Regions from separate parts of the Pan troglodytes genome. Here region 1 is linked to region 2. A link is a contact called in public Hi-C data. All regions are on one chromosome and are shown on one strand. The core of a region is the stretch at or near the end of the contact, and the rest is flanking DNA. Distances in the headings are between cores, read along the strand shown. Region 1 holds the start of FIGN (fidgetin, microtubule severing factor). Region 2 has its middle 340 kb from the start of KCNH7.

What was found. Hi-C and Micro-C count contacts between places; a contact is called where the count stands out from the background.
Region 1: a Hi-C map of stem cell-derived neural progenitor cells shows a contact between it and region 2, with 5 times the contacts expected there. The contact joins the promoter of FIGN here to the enhancer-like site in region 2. A contact is called at or near these places in 1 of 7 Hi-C or Micro-C datasets (stem cell-derived neural progenitor cells) and 1 of 1 datasets of contacts at active chromatin or transcription factors (stem cell-derived excitatory neurons).

The regions. Positions count from the first base shown.
Region 1 is chr13:65,773,042-65,778,045 of NHGRI_mPanTro3-v2.0_pri, reverse strand. FIGN (fidgetin, microtubule severing factor) reads left to right here and starts at 1,735. Exons shown (of 2, transcript XM_009443600.5): 1 at 1,735-2,671.
Region 2 is chr13:65,233,858-65,238,477 of NHGRI_mPanTro3-v2.0_pri, reverse strand. No RefSeq gene overlaps it. Among named protein-coding and RNA genes, the nearest start is that of KCNH7, 340 kb to the right of the region's middle. Within about 2 kb of position 2,752, at least 2 of the 24 cell types and tissues checked have an H3K27ac peak or open chromatin away from gene starts, as enhancers often do. A contact at or near this core is called in stem cell-derived neural progenitor cells, where this site is marked.

The sequences.
Region 1 (5,004 bases), core at 486-2,985, 540 kb before region 2:
TATTTTAGATATTACAGATGAATGGCTTTAAGTCTGTCATCAAAATACATTGTTTTTATATTCAGTGGGCACTGTATTATATATTTTATTCACTATTTGAATTTACACAAGGAACTGTAAATTCAACGCTAGGAATTTAATGTTGAAGGTTGATGAGCTCTGAACTTTTTTAACAAACAAGAACCGAGCAGTTTTGCCCGAATTGCACAGAGCATCTGCTGTGTGTCCAGAGGACTTTTGGTCGTCATTCCCCAAATGGGCAATAACTGCGATTATGAGCGCTTCATAGTTTTTTTTTTTAATTCATCTGTACTCAATCCAACAGTGACCCACAGATATTTTCCTACACTTATTTCTTTGTGGTAAAATCCAATGAACAACTTTTCATAATATCATTTTCAAAGCCATCTTGTAAAATATAACTAAAGAGGTTTCAGTGTTCTCTGTTACATCAGAATAAAGTTCTTCTGTTTTATTTCGAAGACTCCTTTTTAAAAAAATTCACAGAAAGGTCAAATCCATTCCAAATAGAAATCTCATTGCTTAGAAATATTTCTTAGGATCTCGAATCACTCTTTTTTTGTCTTTTAAATTCTGTCATCTGCCTAGATTTAACTGAAATAATTTTTATTTCTCAGTGTGTTAGCTAAAGGCATCCATTCAAAGGTAAGAACATCATAAAAGGTGAATGGAATTAATTTCAAAGTATATATTTGGCATTTTTAAAGAGCTGCATTTCAGCATCTGGAGAGCTGCAATTTAGGCTATCAAATCTACAACAGAGAAGCTGGGGGAAATGTGAACACCCTTATGAGGAGGGTCAGTCCTCAGCAAGTGCATTTTCGGTTCCAACCTTCAAAGGTAACATTTTCAGCTTGATGGGCTCCTGGTGGAATATATAATTTGCCTCTTTCATTCTTAGCTTCGTTGAAATATAGAGGACTGGATGTCTACCAGGCCAAAGTATAAACTCACCATTTATCTATTAAAGTCATATTTAATGAAAACGAAGAGAAATTATGACCCAATTCACTCTCTTTCTCATTACAATTCCTAAAGAACTTTGCCGGGCACATTATCTCGTAGACATCATGATCAAATGTTATTGTTTGCTTTATTATCTCAGTTGGATGGTTGGCTAGTCTAGAATGAAATAGGTTGAAGGCAATACTCTCAGCCTAGAAGTCTGAATGAGGTTCCCATTCAAATGATCCTGATTGTTTGCGGGTGGGGCGGGGTGATTAGTAAACCAACTGAGCTTACACTGCATAGTAAGCGTCTGGATGCCGCACATTTACATCTAACAAGAGACCCCAGAAAACGTGTGTGTGTTTCTTAAACCTTATGTTCCGAACAAAAGGCTATCTCAGCAACAGACAATCAGCACTGCATTGCTCCCTGGGATGCGAGCAACACACTCAACTGCACATTTCATTCTTCCTCGGCTCCCAGCACCACAAAGCCCCTACTCTCTTCCCACTCCTGGGTCCCCAGATTACTCCATAGAGGGGGGTTGGGAAGGCAGAAGCCTAACGTCTATGCCTGCGCACCAGCCGCCGACACCAGGGCCCCCCGGGCGCTGCTTTCTCCAGCCCGAGCCGCCTGGGGGAGGTAGGGAGGGGAGCCAGGGAGTGCGAGAGGGGACCGCACACCTAGACACTTAGGATTTTATTTATTCACAGGGAGGCGGGGGAGGGGAACTGGGCGAACGCGAATTTTCTCCCCGAAGTTGCCTCTTCTAAGCAGATCAAGTCGTTTTCTGGCTGGTGCTGGGGGCCCCGGGGAGGGTGCCGGTGAGGTCCGGGCTCTCGAGACCAGATCCCGTCCCGTGCGCAGAGGGGGTGGGGAAGGGCGGACGGGCCGCAGCTGTCGAGAGGGCCGGGAACCGGCAGCGCGGCTCTGTCCCGGGCCCTCCAACGCAGGCCGGGGAGCGCAGGGACCGGCTGGTCACGCGTGGGAAAGAAAGCTCCCTTCCCCCTACGGCGCTGCTCCCCTTTCCCCAGGCTGGGCCGCCAGAGAGTGCGTGCAGGGAGAGCTGCGAGTCCCCGCGCGCGTAATCATGACCTCGGGGCCCCCTCCGGGCCGCGTGAGCGCGTCGGCGAGGCTGGGCGGCCGCCGCGGCCCCGGCCGTGTAACATGACCCGAGCGGCCGGCCGGCCGGCGCGGCGCGGCCATTGAGCCCTCCCTGCCCATGAATCTCTGGCGCGTCTCTAGCTCGCTCGCCCGCTTGCCTCCCGCCTCCCTTTCTCCCCCTCCAGCTCCGCGGGCTCCGTGCGCCTCTCCCTCTCCCTCCTGGTCCTCCCGCTGCCCGTCTCTCTCCACTGCCCGCCTCTCGCCACTGCCTCCCGTCTTCTCTCCCTCACGGCAGCCTCCGTCTCTTTCTCCCTCTCTCCTTTGAAAACTGATCTTTGGCTCTTAGTGTGAAAGTGATTTGAATTTGGCTCGGCGGCGCTCTGCGCCTGCGCCCAGCCTCTGGCATGCTGGCTCCTTCCAAGCAGCTGTTTTGGGTTTGAAATTCCAACATGGCAGAGGCTGCAGTCCGTCTTCCCTTCAAAAACTTGGAATGATTTCAAATCATAGGCACCTTCACTTAACCCTAGCTTCCATTCATCAGCAAACACATCGGATCGATGCTACGCTAACCTATCGGGTTCTCTCTCCGCGCGTTCAGGTAAGAGGAGCTTCGTAGTTTTCTACCATCTGTTTAAATTTGTTTTTGTTTTATTTTTAAAGAATATAAATACATCCAAGACCTGTAATTAAAAGAGATCTTCAGTTGTGCCGTAAACATTAAATTCAATTTCCACTCGTTTCTATTCTGTACGCCAACCTGCTGTCTAATTTCTCTGTTCAAAGTAGCCCTGAAACATTATAATGCATATTTTTGCTGCTTAATCATTGTAACAATAGTATGGGATTAAGAGTTCGCGATTGCAAGAATCTCGCTTTTCGCTATATTGGGCTTACTTATTACTATCTTTTTACTTCAAAAATAAAAAATAAGAAAGCGGAGCCATAGGGTGGGGCTAGACTTTCTTCGGGAACTAACTTCTAAGTAAATAAGAAGTGTAAATAAGAATCTTGCACACACACAAAAAGTTGAGGTTAAATTACAATCTCGTGGCTGGGGGAACGAGAAAATGTCAGAAGATCGGTTGCAGAAAAATGTAAGCACATCATCTAGGAGGGGGTACAGCGTGGTGGGCGTATTGTTGGCAAGGAACGGGAGAGAAAGATGTATAATTTAATGGTATATACAATCCACTGATCCTATTACCGTCCTCCCCGGAGCTCTTGTTAGTTTCAATGGGAGTGAGTGAAATTGACATGGACTTGCATTCCTGGTCATGTGCTTTTTTTCCTTTCTTTCTTCTCCTGTGATCTGAGATCCCCTTTTTGTTGATGTTGCTTTCCCCCTTAATTATATGCATGTAGGTTAAATGAATACCTGACGAAAGGGCCCACGTTTCAAGGCAGTGACATTTGATAGCTGAGAGGAAAAGTGGCTTTAATGAAAAGCAACCTTTGGAATTCCTGCTTGTGAGAAATCCAATTCAGCTTTTTGTGCTGCCAGCAAGAAATGATCAGTAGCACCAGTGTTTATGGTATGTCAGTTTTGGAATTTACTTCCTTTGCATCTAAATAGGAAAGACAAATGAAATAGCATGATAAAACCATTGAAGACTGCCTGGCAAGCAGTTGCTCATGATATAGAATTCCTTTTTTAAAAAATATATGTTTAATGTCACCATGCTTTTTTTTCTTTTGCTATCACTTGTTTGTATATTGCAGTTTTGATTAATATATTACTTGAATCCACTTTTATCGGTTTTAGCTGTCATCCAGAAATTGCACGTTACTAGTAATGCACTATATATATATAACTGCTGAAGTCAAATAGTATGTAAATTAGTTAAACTCAGTGTGGGTTTTTTTTTTTTTTTTTTTTTTTGGAAGGAGGGAGGCTGGGCAAAGGGGAGAGGGCAGGAGTGTTGGGAAAGATTACTAACTAATGAAAGTGTATCTATATATATGTACACACACAGGAACAGGACTGGATGAAAATTTTATTTTTCTCAATCTATTAATGCAGTTTGACTATCTGCTCTTGATGTTTGCACTTTGTGGAGTAATCAGTTCTTCTGAGTGTGGTTTTTTTGGGGGGGGCGGGTAAGTGAAGAGGTGTCTTTTACATGAAAATAAAAATTATATTTTGATTGTCCAAAGTCCTTGATGTCTTTTAAAGAGCAGGGATAGGTTTTTTTCCCCCCTTTCCATTCACTCGTCTGCCTGTCAGCGCTTTTTACTTTTAACTTGTGACAGAATTAAATAATCAGGCACTGAAATTGACTTCGTTTGAAATCGCTCTTTCCTTTCTTTACAAAAAAAAAAAAAAAAAGTCAGTTAAATGGAGTGAGAGGGGATTTTCAATAGCTCTTGTGGCAGTGCCCTGTGTACACTTTGTAATATTCAATTAAGACAGAGGGAACAACAACAACAAAAAGATGTTAAAGTATTTTGCATAACCAAAGGATATGTCCACTTTAGACTTTTTTTTTTTTTTTTTTTGGTTGTTGCTATGTTTACCCCATGACCGTTAATTCCTCCTGAAAAGAGAGAAAGAAGGAAAGAGAGAATATGAAAAAAGAAATAACAGTGGGGCAAAGCTGCCAGGGGTCTGTAGTGTGGCCGTGGTCACTGCTCTCTCCTAACACAAATGTGAATACGAAGAGAGGAACTACAAGACCCGTTGCGCGACATACACTTCTGGTTGGACTCTGGTGACTATTGAGCTAAATACACACCACACTTACACGATAGGAAGGATTTGATTGAATTTTGCATTTGGAACTTGTTGACTTTGAAGCGATCAATAAGAAGACTGTTTATTTTAGATGCACATAATTTGCCCTGAGAAATGTTTTAAGGAGGAGAGAGCACAGCTTTTTTTCCCCCGGAGCTGTTGGAGCGAATGGGATTGCCAGATGGGCGATTTCCCTCTGT
Region 2 (4,620 bases), core at 1,503-4,002:
AAATCACAAACAAGAAATTTGTCACTAACAATTATTCAGGATGTCATGTCTTTCCTTTTCATCATAAATATTGTCATTCTTTTGCAGAATGCATATTTTTGGCTATTTGAGGTGCATTATTTTTAGGGGAAAAGCTGTTCAACAGATTAGAGAATCTGAGCTAGCCAGTGGAGAAGTTAACTACATAAGTCCACTACACCTAATTATAAAAGATGAAGGTTTTAAAATTTGCATAATTGCAACTGTTGGTAGGGGTCGCTAACATATTTGCATTATCTACTTATGTTCCATACCAACACTTTTAAGCACCACTTTTAAAAAAGTCGACTATGTCAGATGCTTGTAGGTGTCAGAACATCATAACCTACAACGTAGGCAATGCCTTTTTCTACATACACCCCTGGGTTCCAATGGCTTTCTAAAATCCATTTCTACATTTTGATACTATTCCATCTTCCAACTTTTAAAAATAAAGTCTTTCTATCCATATCTGCATGTAGCAAGAGAAATGCATAATGACTAAATCAAGTCCCAAGTATTCATTTATGCCTTTTACAAATAATCATTCCATTAGCTGTAGTTCATAATAATTAACATTTACAAAGATCGCATTCACACAGTGAAAGTGCAGAGGTAGTCAAGAATAGGGGTTGGTATTCATCATAAGGGCCTTTATACTTTGGAGGCTAAAAGAATACCTAGATCTTAGGAAAATGGATATCAAATATCCTTTTGTAGCTACCTACTGTTTAAATGTCTAAATAATATCTGAAATAATTGAATTTAAAAATGGAAAGGTGGATTAATAAATCAGTTGTTGAAATTTTGCTAAGAAAAATAGTGATGACAATAGCTATCCTTAATTTGGTGGCTTCTATGTTCAACATCCAAGCATCTTCCACATATTATTTCTAATTCTCATTAAAGCCCAGCAAGGTAGATTTTTTTAATCCCTATTTTATAGGAGAAAAACCTAAAGCTCAGAGAAGTTCTGTAAGTTGCCCAAGAGGTTATAGAAATTAAACATGAATTTAAACAGACTTTTTATGACTCTATGGTCTGTGGTTTTTCCACCATTCCATTCTGCTCTCTTCCCCTAAAATTACAACTATATTTTATGAATAACACCTTCATGACAGAACCTTAATAATCTAGTTAATATGATAGATCATTGCTCTAACTTTTTTTTGCTAGTAAAGATTATTAGTTGTCACCAAAATAGTATCAAATGCATTTCATTTATTTCCTCGCTTACTCAGCTAATATTGACTCCTGGCACTGTGCAACATGCTACTATAACCACAGTGAGAGTATCAGTTAAGAAGTGAGCAGAGGCCTAGAATATTATAATAAAACAGTAAACATTATTACACCAGTGGTAAAAAATAGGTGACTGTATAGGTGACTTTAGAACTTTCTTCATAAAAATGAGCAAACCAAAAAAAAAAAAATTCAAATAGGAATTTAGAGGAAAATGCTGTGGTACAGAAAGTGTAAACCAGTGTTCTGAGGCCTGGCAAATTGCTTAAATGCATTACGACAACAAGCCAAAGCATTCTTCCCCTCTACATGACTGGGCCTGCTACTTTTATCATGTCCTGCAGTAGATTTACACGCGACATTAATGATGCAACATTGTGTATGAGTATTTGGAACACACTTTTTGGTATTAGGCAGTTTCTAAAAGAGAATATTTTAATTCTAGTTTGTAAAAGAAAATGTGTCGTTCTTGGCCTGCTCAATGTTGAGTCAGGTATAAAGACTTAGAGAAAAAATTAAGAAAGGAAGTTGATTTTTAGTAAAGAAAGAAAGGAAAAGACATTTTATTTCCACAATGAGTCATGCTTTGTAGAGTAAGTGTCTGGGGAGTCAAATGGTCAATTTTTTTTTTAACTATACAATACAAATGTAACCAGGAGTTAATTTACTCAGTCATAATGCTATATTCGTTAAAAAAAGCATTTGCTTACAAATCAAGTATGACAAGAAGATACGTTTCCTCTAATTAAAATTGCTTGTGGTATGTTGGCAATTTCCAATAATCAAGATTGCCACAGGAAGTAAGGTTGTTTTAGCTGGCTCCTGGTGAACGCATCCATTTACTTCACACTTACAGTAAATACAGAGATATTTTACTCACATTGCCCAGGTTTCCTTCAGTTTCTGTTCTCCTGAGGTAACTTCCAAGCCCCGCATTTTCCGTAACTTGATTCCCAAGCATTTTCCAGGAAAGAAAGGTATCAATGACCTGCTGGTTTTATTGTTAACTCCTTCATAATAGTATAAAGCATTTCATCATTTTCAGCTTTTTCAGTCATAGAAGTAAAAAGAAAGTACATAACTAAATTCCCTTTTCCGTAAAGATAGAATATCACTATTTCATATAATACAATCTATCCTTAGATTTTTCTGAGTGAGCATCAAAAACGTGTATGTGTGTGTGTGTGTGTGCGTGCATGCCTGTTTGGGCTCACATATGTGTGTAGTATGTTTACTGTCATATCTTCATCTTGATAATAACATAGTGTATGGCTTTGCATGAGAATTTCTTCTTCCTGCAGATTTTGATTTGCTAGTTTTTGAACTCTTGATAAATTTGGTGACACTGTGGCTGATCCACTTTATCCCTGCTTTGTTTGGGTATGGTCTTGCTCTCTGAGGCACCACTTCCCCATTCCCATTGACTTCAGGAAAGGTTCATTAGGCCTGATCTCTCTCAGTCTTTTTTCTTCCTCCCCTTTCTTCTCTCTTCTCCACGCTGGACTCTGGGGCTCTTTATTCCTCAGGTCCCCTGTAGGTTAAGCCTAAGCTCTTATCCTCTCTTCTCTTTAACTCACAGTCAGCATTGGCATCTGTATTCAGTAACCCTCCATATGAATAAATAAAAGCAGGTACCAGCCTCCCAAATCTCCAGGTCTGGCTGGACAAACAGCTTGAGATGCAGCTCCTGTCACAGTTTCATGTCACCTTGGAGCAAAAAACTTCCCAAGGCTTTTGAGATACATCTGACAGTAACTTTAATTCCCCAGTGTTTAAGTTTTCCAGACTCCTACAAACCCTCTATATAACCTACAAATAATTAATATCTAAAGAAAGCCAATTTATGGACCTAGATGTCACATCAAGGCAGAAGGAATGAACATATATGTGCATGGGATAATTAAGGGTTTCTTTATGCTTTTCAAAAGGTCTGATCTGTTGGTAGACAACGAGGGTCTGAGCCACTTTGAGCAGTTGAGTAATTTGCATTTGCCAAGAGTTTTCACTTCCCACTCTGTATATAAATGATTCTTATTCTTTTTAGATATTCTGCCTTTTTCAAATAGTATGCTTCTTCGAAAATATTTCAAAATGATTGCAGTCTGAAAACAAATCTTGTGGTGGGTAGGGCTAGTACTCTATTTCTTCTGAGGTTTGGCTCTTGCTTTTGTTTTTATACATAAGGTTTAAACAAAGTTCAGCCATTTGTATTGTTAGTTCACAAAACATTATCGTCCTTGGTATATTTAAGTCCCCTATATTGGTGAATTGGTTGGTTGGTAACTTTTTGTTTTGTTTTGTTTTTGTTTTTGTTTTTGTTTTTTGAGATGGGGTCTTGCTCTGTCACCCAGGCTGGAGTGTAGTGGTGCAGTTTTGGCTCACTGCAACCTCCACCTCCTGGGTTCAAGCAATTCTCTTGCCTCAGCCTCCCGAGTAGCTGGGATTACAGGCACCTGCCACCACGCCTGGCTAATTTTTGTATTTTTAGTAGAGACGGGGTTTCACCATGTTGGCCAGGCTGGTCTCGAACTCCTGACGTCAGGTGATCTGCCCGCCTTGGCCTCCCAAAGTGCTGGGATTATAGGCATGAGCCACCATGGCTGGCTGATTTGTTTATCTTTTAAAAATTCCATTTTATCCCCGTTCCTCAATCCCATTTACCACTCTCTGAATGAGCAACCATTTAAATGTGTAGCTATTTGTTATATTGTGTTCTTGGTAGGTGGATATTGACTTATGTGGATATATTTTAACATCAATGATATTGTTAGATAACTTTCCATTTTCTACTTTTATCCACCATGTTTTTAGTACCCATTTTAGGTTTTAGGTATACAGCTCATTGACTCTTTTTAACTGCTGCATAATGGTCATGTTGTATACCTATCACACTTTGTCTATCTGTTAGAGTTCTGAGCTTCAACTTCTGAGTAAACAAAAACAGACAAATATCCTAAAGATTGTTTTTTCCTTTTTACTTAGACTTTTTTTCTTTTTGGTGTCTATGCTGTGAGAAGGGGGATATAATGACTTAATGATGGAAAGAAAAGGAGAAATAATACCATCAGTATGAGTCATTTAGGATAAACAGGATTAAGTCTTTGGTGTTTGTGATTCAATATTGTATAGCAATAGAGTCTGCAGGTTTATATCTGTTTAGACTTCCTGGGTGCTAATCTTGGCATATCTACTTACCATTCACTGACTACTTCCCAACTAATAACCTTAGATTAAGTTACTGAAACCTTTGAGTATCAGTTTCTTGTCAGTAATATGAATTAAAAAAAATACACATCTTAACGTCATAATGCCACAACTTAATACTATAACTAAATGCCTTAACTGGTCATATGACCCTAC